Regions from separate parts of the Bos taurus genome. Here region 2 is linked to region 1. The links are chromatin contacts, called in public Hi-C maps. All regions are on one chromosome and are shown on one strand. Each heading gives the region's core, a stretch centred on a gene start, on an enhancer-like site or on the middle of the called end of the contact. The rest is flanking DNA. Distances are from core to core; before and after follow the strand shown.

Region 1 (4,668 bases), core at 743-3,242:
TAACCTCAGTGTACTCATCTGTAAAATGGGGAAATCTGTTTAAGGATTAAACTCTTTGGAGGGTTGTTTAAGGATTTTATTTAAGGTATGTAAAAGACTTGGCACAGAGATTGGCATACGCATAGTAAGTGCTTGCAAGTTGAGGGCAGATATTATTTCATTTCTTTGGTAAGTGACTACACTTTCTGAATGACTAGCACAGTGCTACAATGCATTGATGTGAACAATTTGTTTCATGTGAATAATTTACTTTATGTGAATGTGTTTATGCGAACATGTGCATGCTAAGTCACTTCAGACGTGTCTGACTCTTTGTGACTCTATGGAGACCATAGCCCGCCAGGCTCCTCTGTCCATGGGACTCTTCAGGTATGAATACGGGAGTGGGTTGCCAAGTCCTCCTCCAGATGTGAAAATATTCAGGGACAAATAGAGAGAGGAAAAAAATTACTATGTGACAGAAAAATTTCTAGTTTTATTTTTTTTAAGATAAAATTACTAAAATTGGTAGTAATCTCTCAGTCATTTAAAATTATAAAAAGTTCACACCAAGTTGGGAATTAGAATCAAGATGTCTTAAATTGAGAAGTGAGAAGAAATGTATTTTTCTCGTTAGATTAAAAAACCATAATGGTGCTGAATTTTGGAATTATGTAGCCAGTCTGCATGTTATGGTGTGAGTGTAAAAATCACCACTACCAAAGGGAAAAGAATCCTTCTAATTTTGTGTACATGATCCATTATAGTTTCTTTGGTACTTTGTTATGAAAGGCTGGCTTTCTTCTTGTAAGCTGACTTTAACATCACATGGATGGCGGATCTGGTATTTTCCCTTTACTCAGAGTTGTTTCTTTCTAAAACATACATCTCAGGGTATATGCCCAGTAGCAGGATTGCTGGGTCATATGATAGTTTTATTCCTAGTTTTTTAAGGAACCTCCATACTGTTCTCCATAGTGGAATACCAGTTCGTTTGTTTTTTAAAATCAGTTACATAGTGAAATTCAAAATCAGAAAGATGAGGGGAAAAATACATAGTAAAATATTCTGAAGTGGAACTGATGGAAAAATATGACTCCCTTGAAAAATCAAACGTTTTCATACCCCACTGCTCACCATTTATTCTAATTCTGACCTATCTAGTGGTTAAGAAAAATCCATAACATACAGAATCCCGGATTTATTAATAGTGTTGATTAGGAACAATAAATAAATTTGCTTTGAACAGCAAAAAATAAAAATAAAAAAAGCAGAACATACACCTTGAGAGAAGGGCGGAAGTCAGAGGTGGGCAAGCACTAAATGTGGCATTGAAGATACTGGCAGAGCCTGCGCTGGACCGTGAACCTCAGAGGTGAGCATCAAGGCATATTCTGACTTAGAAAGTGGAAGAAATGAAACTGCTTTTGGAGACAGAATAGATGTGGAGGAGGGGAAGCTTGTGGTGACAGCCGTCAGAGCAGCAGAAGAGACAAGCAAGGCAGAGAAGACAGAGAGAAAGCTCAGTGTGCAAAGTGCTTGGCTAGGTCCCAGTGCCTGGTGGTGGTGATGGCAAGAGGCATGTGAAGAAAAGTTAGAAACATGTAAAAGAGGTAAAGGAAATTTTGAAGAGAAATATGGTTTTCCAGCAGTGCCATCTTGTGTAGTATGTCTTATGCTACTTTGCCACGGTTAGACTTTCAAATAATTTTCTATCTAGTGGCTTTTATTTATCTAATCAGCAACTGCCTGATCATACGACACCAGTGTTTACTAAAGACTTATTACATGTGGGTTAATCAGTTCACAGAAGCTACAGGAAAGTGCGCCCATTTCTCCCCAATAATTGAGAAGTGAGGTTGTTTGTTCTTTGGGAGGCGAGCCAGTACAATCCACACGCAACTCACGTGATTAGCCATTGTGAAGTAAAATAGATTGGCCGCCAACACATGAGGAGAACTGGCTTCCTGTGTGACATGCAAACAAAGGCAGAGTGCCCAGGTCAGGGTCAATGCCAGCAAAAGCCCAGTCCACTCACTTCATAACTAGTGCATAAGCATGCTGATTTCACATAGCAGGCTCTGTGAGTGTGGATAATAAGTTTCTACCTTTATGAGATGGATCTATTCACGATTTGTTGAGCCAAGCTCCCGGGCATTCAGGCTGAGAGCCAGGCCCTGAGTCATGGTGAACTCACCTAAGTAAATGCCACCTGGTGGACACTTACCTACATAACCAGCTGGCTTTCCCCATGCCAAGCCTGCCTCATTTCACTTCATCAAGAGCCCCTGGGCTAGGCACTGGAAATATAGGTGAGAAGATGAAAGTGTTGCAACCCCCAGGAAACTCATGGTCCTCTAGGAAACACAGGTCAGCATACGAACAAAGGCAAGGCCTGGGTACCAAGGAAGCAGGATAGATATGCATCTCATGGGCTGGGGCGTCATGGACAGCATCCTAGAGAAGGTGGCACCTGGGTTGACTACTGAAAGAGGGGCATCCTTCGTCAATAAGATGAATGAAGACATACCAGGCACATAAAATGGGATGAGCAAAGGCAAACAGGCATGAAAGTATCTGGAGTGTTTGCGGAATGACACATGGATTGGGATGGCTGGGCTTTGGGACTTCCCTAGTGGTTCAGTGGTTAAGACTCCGTACGGTCAATGGAAGGGATGTGGTTTCTATTCCTGATTGCAGAACTAAGATTAACATGCTGCTAGTGCAGCCCACCCCCCAAAAAACATAGTAGACCAGGAATGGCTGGGCCTCTGGGGTATACAGATGAATATGGGAGCTGTAAGAAGAGAAGCAGGTAGGGGCCAGATTATTGCAAGAATCATACACCCAGGTGAAGAGTTTAAACTTTATACAGAAAGCTATGAGGAGGCACTGGAGAATTTCATACAGAAGGAAGGTGATTCACCATCTAGTCGGCAAAATAGTATGAGATAAAACATGGACTTAAATAACCAGACAAATTAACACATGATAAAAGCCACACGAGTGGCACAAAGAGATCAAAACAGAGAGAGAACTTTTAATAATAAGGATAATGAGAGGGGAGCCCTTTTAATTAATGCAGATACTGAGTTTGCCGTGACTATTCAATAGAGTAAGACAGCAGGAGATTGGCATTTCACAAGGCATGGACAGAGAGCCCCAGAGTTAAAAAAAAAATTTTGCTTAAAGATGAATAGCAGTATGTAGAGGAGTGTAAGATATGGCTGGAGATAAACTGGGAGCTCTCTGAAAGCTCTAAGGAGTTTGGATTTTAGCTGGCAGGCAATGGAGGATTGTGGCGATCTTAAGTTGGGGTAGGGGAGAAACTATTCAAAGCAGTGATTTCTGACAAGTGGTCTTAGCAGTGATATAGTGGGTGAACTGAAGAGGAGAGAATGACTAGATGTAGGAAGACCACTTAGGAGGCAGTTGCAATAATTCAGGCATGAAGTGCTATGAGTCTGAATTAGAGTAATGGCTGTGAGAATAAAAAGGATGAAAGAACAGGAACTAGGGGGACTCGATAGGAAGGAGATGGCAACGTTAAGCACCAGACTGAAGCTTCCAGGCAGCGGTCACTTGGGAAAGGATGGTCTCATTAAACACAGAAACAGAAACTTAGGGAGGAGGAATTGGATGCTTGTGTTTTGATGAAGACAAGGGAAGAATCTAAGAGGATCTTTGTTTATGGGATATGAAAATGAGAAAACATTTTAAAAGGCTAGAGAGGACAAGAGAGCTATGATGTACTGTGATTCAAAATTAAGGAAGACACTAATTTAAAGATGAAGGGAATAACAAAAAACATCAAAATTACACAAGGGTCAAAGGCAAGGAGAAAGAAGAAAAGGTCACTGGATTTAACAATTAGGTCATCAGGAAACAATAGGAAGATGGCAAATAGTGGAAGAGAAGAGAGTTGATTCAGAAATTGAAGGAGAGAGTGTACATCAATTGTTTTTAGAGAAAAAGTTGGTACTGCAAGGAAAGAGATTAATAGGATATTAGTTTTGGGGGGGGATAAGCGAATGCTTAAAGAAGATTCAATTAAGACCCAAAAGTGTTTATAAGAAAAAAGAGACTAGATGGTAATAAGAAAAAGATTCCAGTTATAAGAACAATGATTGAACTAATGATGGCAAAGGGGGAATGATGAAAAACAGATGGTTCTAAAAGAAGTGAGAGGACATAGTTGTTTACATGCAGAAAGGAAAACTTAATGGAAATAGACTTTCACGTGGATACATTTTAAGAACTAAGTATATTCATGTAAGTAACTTAGAACACTGCTTGGCATGTATTTAGGGTGTAATAAATTCTAGGTATCATAATTGCAATCTTATTGATAGATGGATGTCAAATCTCATGCAAAGCTATAGTTTTAATACAATCAACAAATTCTGTACTTGAATAATATGAGGTTAAATTATCCTCATTTTCAGTTTAGTAGTATTACGAAGGATTTTTTTAAATTCCTAATAGGAATATTTCATATGAGAAAAGAAATAAAAATATATCCTATTGACTCTGAAATAATTCCCCTGATCTGAGGTGTTAGTCTGTAAATTTTTTTAATACTGGACATGCTTGAATAAGAGTGTTTACTAATGCCATTTTTCTGCTGTAACAATTATTTCTTTTTTATGGTTTCTTGGAAAGCAACAGATTGCCACTGAGATATATTTG
Region 2 (4,180 bases), core at 184-2,683, 100 kb before region 1:
TTTTTAACTAAATGAAAGTGAAACCTCAATTTATCAAAATTTGTGGGAGGTAGTGAAAGTGCTACTTAGAGTGAAATTTATAGCATTGAATGAAAAATATAGCAAAAAAGAAATATTTAATTATATAAGATGTAAAATAACAGTATAATATGAATATTTATTCATGGTAAAGAAGAAATATATAAAATCAACCATCTAGGATTCTATCTTAAGAAGCTAGGGAAAGAGAAAATTAAATCCAAAGAAACAGAAGAAAAGAAATGGTCAAGAGTGAAGCAAAAACCAATGAAATTGAAAAGGGGGAATCCATAAAGAAAAACAATGAAATCAAAAGCTGGTTCTTTGCAAAGATTACTAAAATCAATAACCTTGTAGCTAGACTCCAATTTGTAGAAGACACACATTACTCATCACAGAAATGAAAAAAAGGATGTCATCATGATCTCATGGACCTTAAAAGGGTTAATTAAGGAATACCATGGGGAAAAAAAAGAACACCATGAACAATACTATGACCACAAGTTTGATAACCTAGGTGAAATGGAACAATTCCTTGAACTTTACAATATACCAAAACACACAAGAAGAAACAGACAATCTGAATAGGCTTATATCTACTATAAATATTAAATCAGTATTTTTTCACTTTCTCTTACCCTTGTGCAGTTGGTGTCCACAACTCGGGGAACATCTGGGCTTTGACACCCCCTGTCTATGGCTAAGTGTCAGAACAAAGTACAGTGACCATGGAGAACCCTGAATTCATAGGCATCATTTCAGGGAGTAATCCAGGGATGGCAAACCAATGAAAGCAAAGAACCAGCTTGCATCAGATGCAGTCATTTCCCATACTGGTCTAATCGCCTGTGAATTCTTAGTCTTACTAGGTTTGCTGGCGATGGGTCACCTGAATTGAATTCACTTTAATGGGTGGAGGATCATGTAGGCAATTGGCCTTCATCTTAGGGCCAATCTGTGTCACCAGAGTTTTTCTTCTGTTGATAAGGATGTTCTGGTGCCTTACCAGGCAGCTTGGGTTTTATGTATGAGTCATAATGAATCAGAATTTTTGTTTTGATCCAGTTCAGCAGTTATGTCTCTGAGAGGCTCAGGTGGACACTTGGAGCCACCCAGACACAGTTAGATTGCAAATTCTGTCGCAGAGGGAGAACTCTACAAATCATTCTCTGACTGGTTCCAAAAACGACGAGGAAAACAGGATTGTACAGCATTTAGTGTCACCAATTAGCAAAGTCATGGGGCTGAATCAGTCATTTCAAAACTGAATATCCACCAACTCAAAGGCAAGCGGCCTTTTAATTATTTGGGAATAATGGGCCTCAGGGAAACGAGTGCTCTCAACCTTGTGATCGGAGCAAGGTTCAGGAGCTGGAACGGTTTTGGCTGAGTCACCGCTGGCTGCATGACCCCACGCACATCACCTGACCTCCACATGCTTCGGCTGGCCCGGCTGCAGAGATGAGTAAATGTGGCCCAGAAGGCCCTGACGCGAGAGAGAGCCTTTTGCACACAACTGCCCTGGGGCAGCTTCTAGGGGTGCAGGTTATATCTGTTAGGAGGATCCTAAGAGGGACTCCCAGAGGAGCCTCATTCTAAAAGCCAGCTCTGGAAAGGTGACCCTTCCCTATTCTGTGGGAGGGAGTATACGCTGGCCAAAACTTCACGTATTTTGAACATACGATTTTCCCTCAATGATATTTATTCTTAGAAAATCATCAGTATTATATACAAACATTAATGTTCAACAGTGTTCATCGTAGCATTGTCTTTAATGATGGAGAACTGGAAATTATCTAAATGTTAAACTGCAAAGCATTAATAAGTAAAATATAGGACCTCTGTATTTCGGAATAGTGGACAGCTATTGAAAAAAATCACTATAGCAGAACAATTAATAATTTCCTAGCAGATGTGGGAAAATGTCCACAATAGTAAGTAGAAAAGGATTATAAAACAAGGTGAGAATAATCTAACTTATTTAAAACTATATATACTCCCATGCATATAATAAACAGCTGGAAGGATATACACTGAACTGTTAAGTGTTCAGTTTCTGGGCCTTAGAATTGTGAATCCTTTTTTTATTCATGATGTTTCCTGAAGCTCCAAATTTTCACAATGAACATGTGTTCTTTTTGCCATAAACATCAAGTTTCTGTTAACTGGGACTCTCGTGTATGAGGCCAACCTGCACACATACGTATGGAGCGAATGAATACAGTGACATGTCTGTGAACTAAGACTTGAGCAATACCAGCCCTGGAGGCTCTCCGGCCAGGGAACAGAGTGGGATTTTTATTTGAGAAGCCTGAGCCTGGAAGAATGATGACTCTGTGGGTGGTTTCATAGATCCTCAATGCACGTGGCTTCCAGACCTGACTCTGCCCTAAAATTCTGGTTTGCTGACCAAAACTGAACAGTGAGTTTGCCTAGGCTAATTGCCCTGCCTAAGCCTGGGGTTTACTCTGTATATATTTAATATCTATTAAGCAACACTTGATCCTGCTCACTAGGAAGTATGTTCCAAAGGAAAGCTTTCTTTTAAAGTTAAGCAAACAGCCTTGGTCAGGGGCCCTAACAGCTGGGAATCATGCAGTTAACTTCTTAAGCATCAAGTCTACATGAGCGTCCTGAGTCACAATTCCATAGTTGACTGGATGGTAATCTCACTGTGATGCGCCCTGTGTGGGAACAAAACTTTTCAAACGGCACATCTTCCTTTGAGGAGAAAGCTGTATCCATCATAATTCATACTGGGAAGAAAATAGGCAATTTATGGGACAGTAAAATTCCATCACGCATAGAGCTTCCAAGATAATATTCTGAAGTAACACAGTCATTCTTAATTCCTTTTACCAAAGCTGAGAGGCAGGGGTAGTAGAGCTCAGAATTCTTGATATCTAGCTTGGGATAGCTTGCTTAGGGCCACAGTGAACATGTGTCTTTCCTAAGCAAATTTTTTTTTAATTTTTATTTTATTTAAATTATTTTTTTAATATTTTATTTTTAATTGTAGGATAATTGCTTTATACTATTGTGATGATTTTTGCCATACATTGACATGAATCGGCCATAGGTATACGTATGTCCTCTTCCTCTTGTAGGCCCCTTCCATCTCCTTCCCCCTCCCACTCATCTAGGTTGTCGCAGAGCACTGGCTTGGGGTTTCCTGTGTCACACAGTAAACTCCCACTGGCTATCTATTTTATGTCTGGTAATGCATGTGTTTCAATGCTATTCTCTCAAATCATCCCACTCTCTCCTTCCCCCATTGTGTCTAAAAGTCTGTTCTTTATGTCTGTGTTTGCTTTACTGCCTTGCACATAGGATCATTTGTATTATCTTTCTAGATTCCATATATATGCATTAATACATGATATTTGTCTTTCTCTTTCTGACTTACTTGGCTCGGTATATTAGGCTCTAGGTTCATCCACCTCATTAGAATCGACTCAAATATCTTCCTTTTTTTAGCTGAGCAAAAGTCCATTGTATATGTGTACCACAGCTTCTCTCTCCATTCATCTGTTGATGGACATCTAGGTTGCTTCAGTGTCCTAGCTATTGTAAATAGTGTTGCAGTGAACATTGGGGTACATGTGTCTTTTTCAATTATGGTTTCCTCAGGGCATATGCCCAGTAGTGGGATTGCTGGGTCATATGGCAGTTTTATTCCTAGTTTTTTAGGAATCTCCATACTGTTCTCTGTAGTGGCTGTATAAATTTGCATTCCTACCAACAATGTAAGAGGGTTTCCTTTTCTCCACACCCTGTCTAGCATTTATTGTTTGTGGACTTTTTGGTGATGGCTCTTCTGACATGTGTGAGATGATATCTCGTTGTAGTTTTGATTTGCATATCTCAAATAATGAATGATGTTGAGCATATTTTTATGTGTTTATTAGCCATCTGCAAGTCTTCTTTGGCAAAATGTGTGTTTAGGTCTTCTGCCCAAGTTTTGATTGGGTTGCTTGTTTTTCTGGTATTGAGCTGCTTGTATATTTTGGAAACTAATCCTTTGTCAGTTGCTTCATTTGCTATTGTTTTCTCCCATTCCGAGGATTGTCTTTTCACCTTGCATATAGTTTCCTTTGTTGTGAAAAAGCTTTAAAGTTCAATTAGATTCCACAAATCAAGCCTTGGTAAATTTTAAAAATGT

Evidence for each region. A called contact is a pair of places that touch in the nucleus more often than the background predicts.
Region 2: a Hi-C map of liver shows a contact between it and region 1, with 2.2 times the contacts expected there. The contact joins two enhancer-like sites. A contact is called at or near these places in 2 of 11 Hi-C or Micro-C datasets (liver and skeletal muscle).

Annotation. Positions count from the first base shown.
Region 1 is chr5:83,489,060-83,493,727 of ARS-UCD2.0, reverse strand. The region is part of intron 52 of ITPR2 (inositol 1,4,5-trisphosphate receptor type 2); the gene reads right to left. Among named protein-coding and RNA genes, the nearest start is that of TRNAG-UCC, 28 kb to the left of the region's middle. Within about 2 kb of position 1,992, at least 14 of the 102 cell types and tissues checked have an H3K27ac peak or open chromatin away from gene starts, as enhancers often do. A contact at or near this core is called in liver, where this site is marked.
Region 2 is chr5:83,593,859-83,598,038 of ARS-UCD2.0, reverse strand. No RefSeq gene overlaps it. Among named protein-coding and RNA genes, the nearest start is that of TRNAG-UCC, 76 kb to the right of the region's middle. Within about 2 kb of position 1,433, at least 6 of the 102 cell types and tissues checked have an H3K27ac peak or open chromatin away from gene starts, as enhancers often do. A contact at or near this core is called in liver, where this site is marked.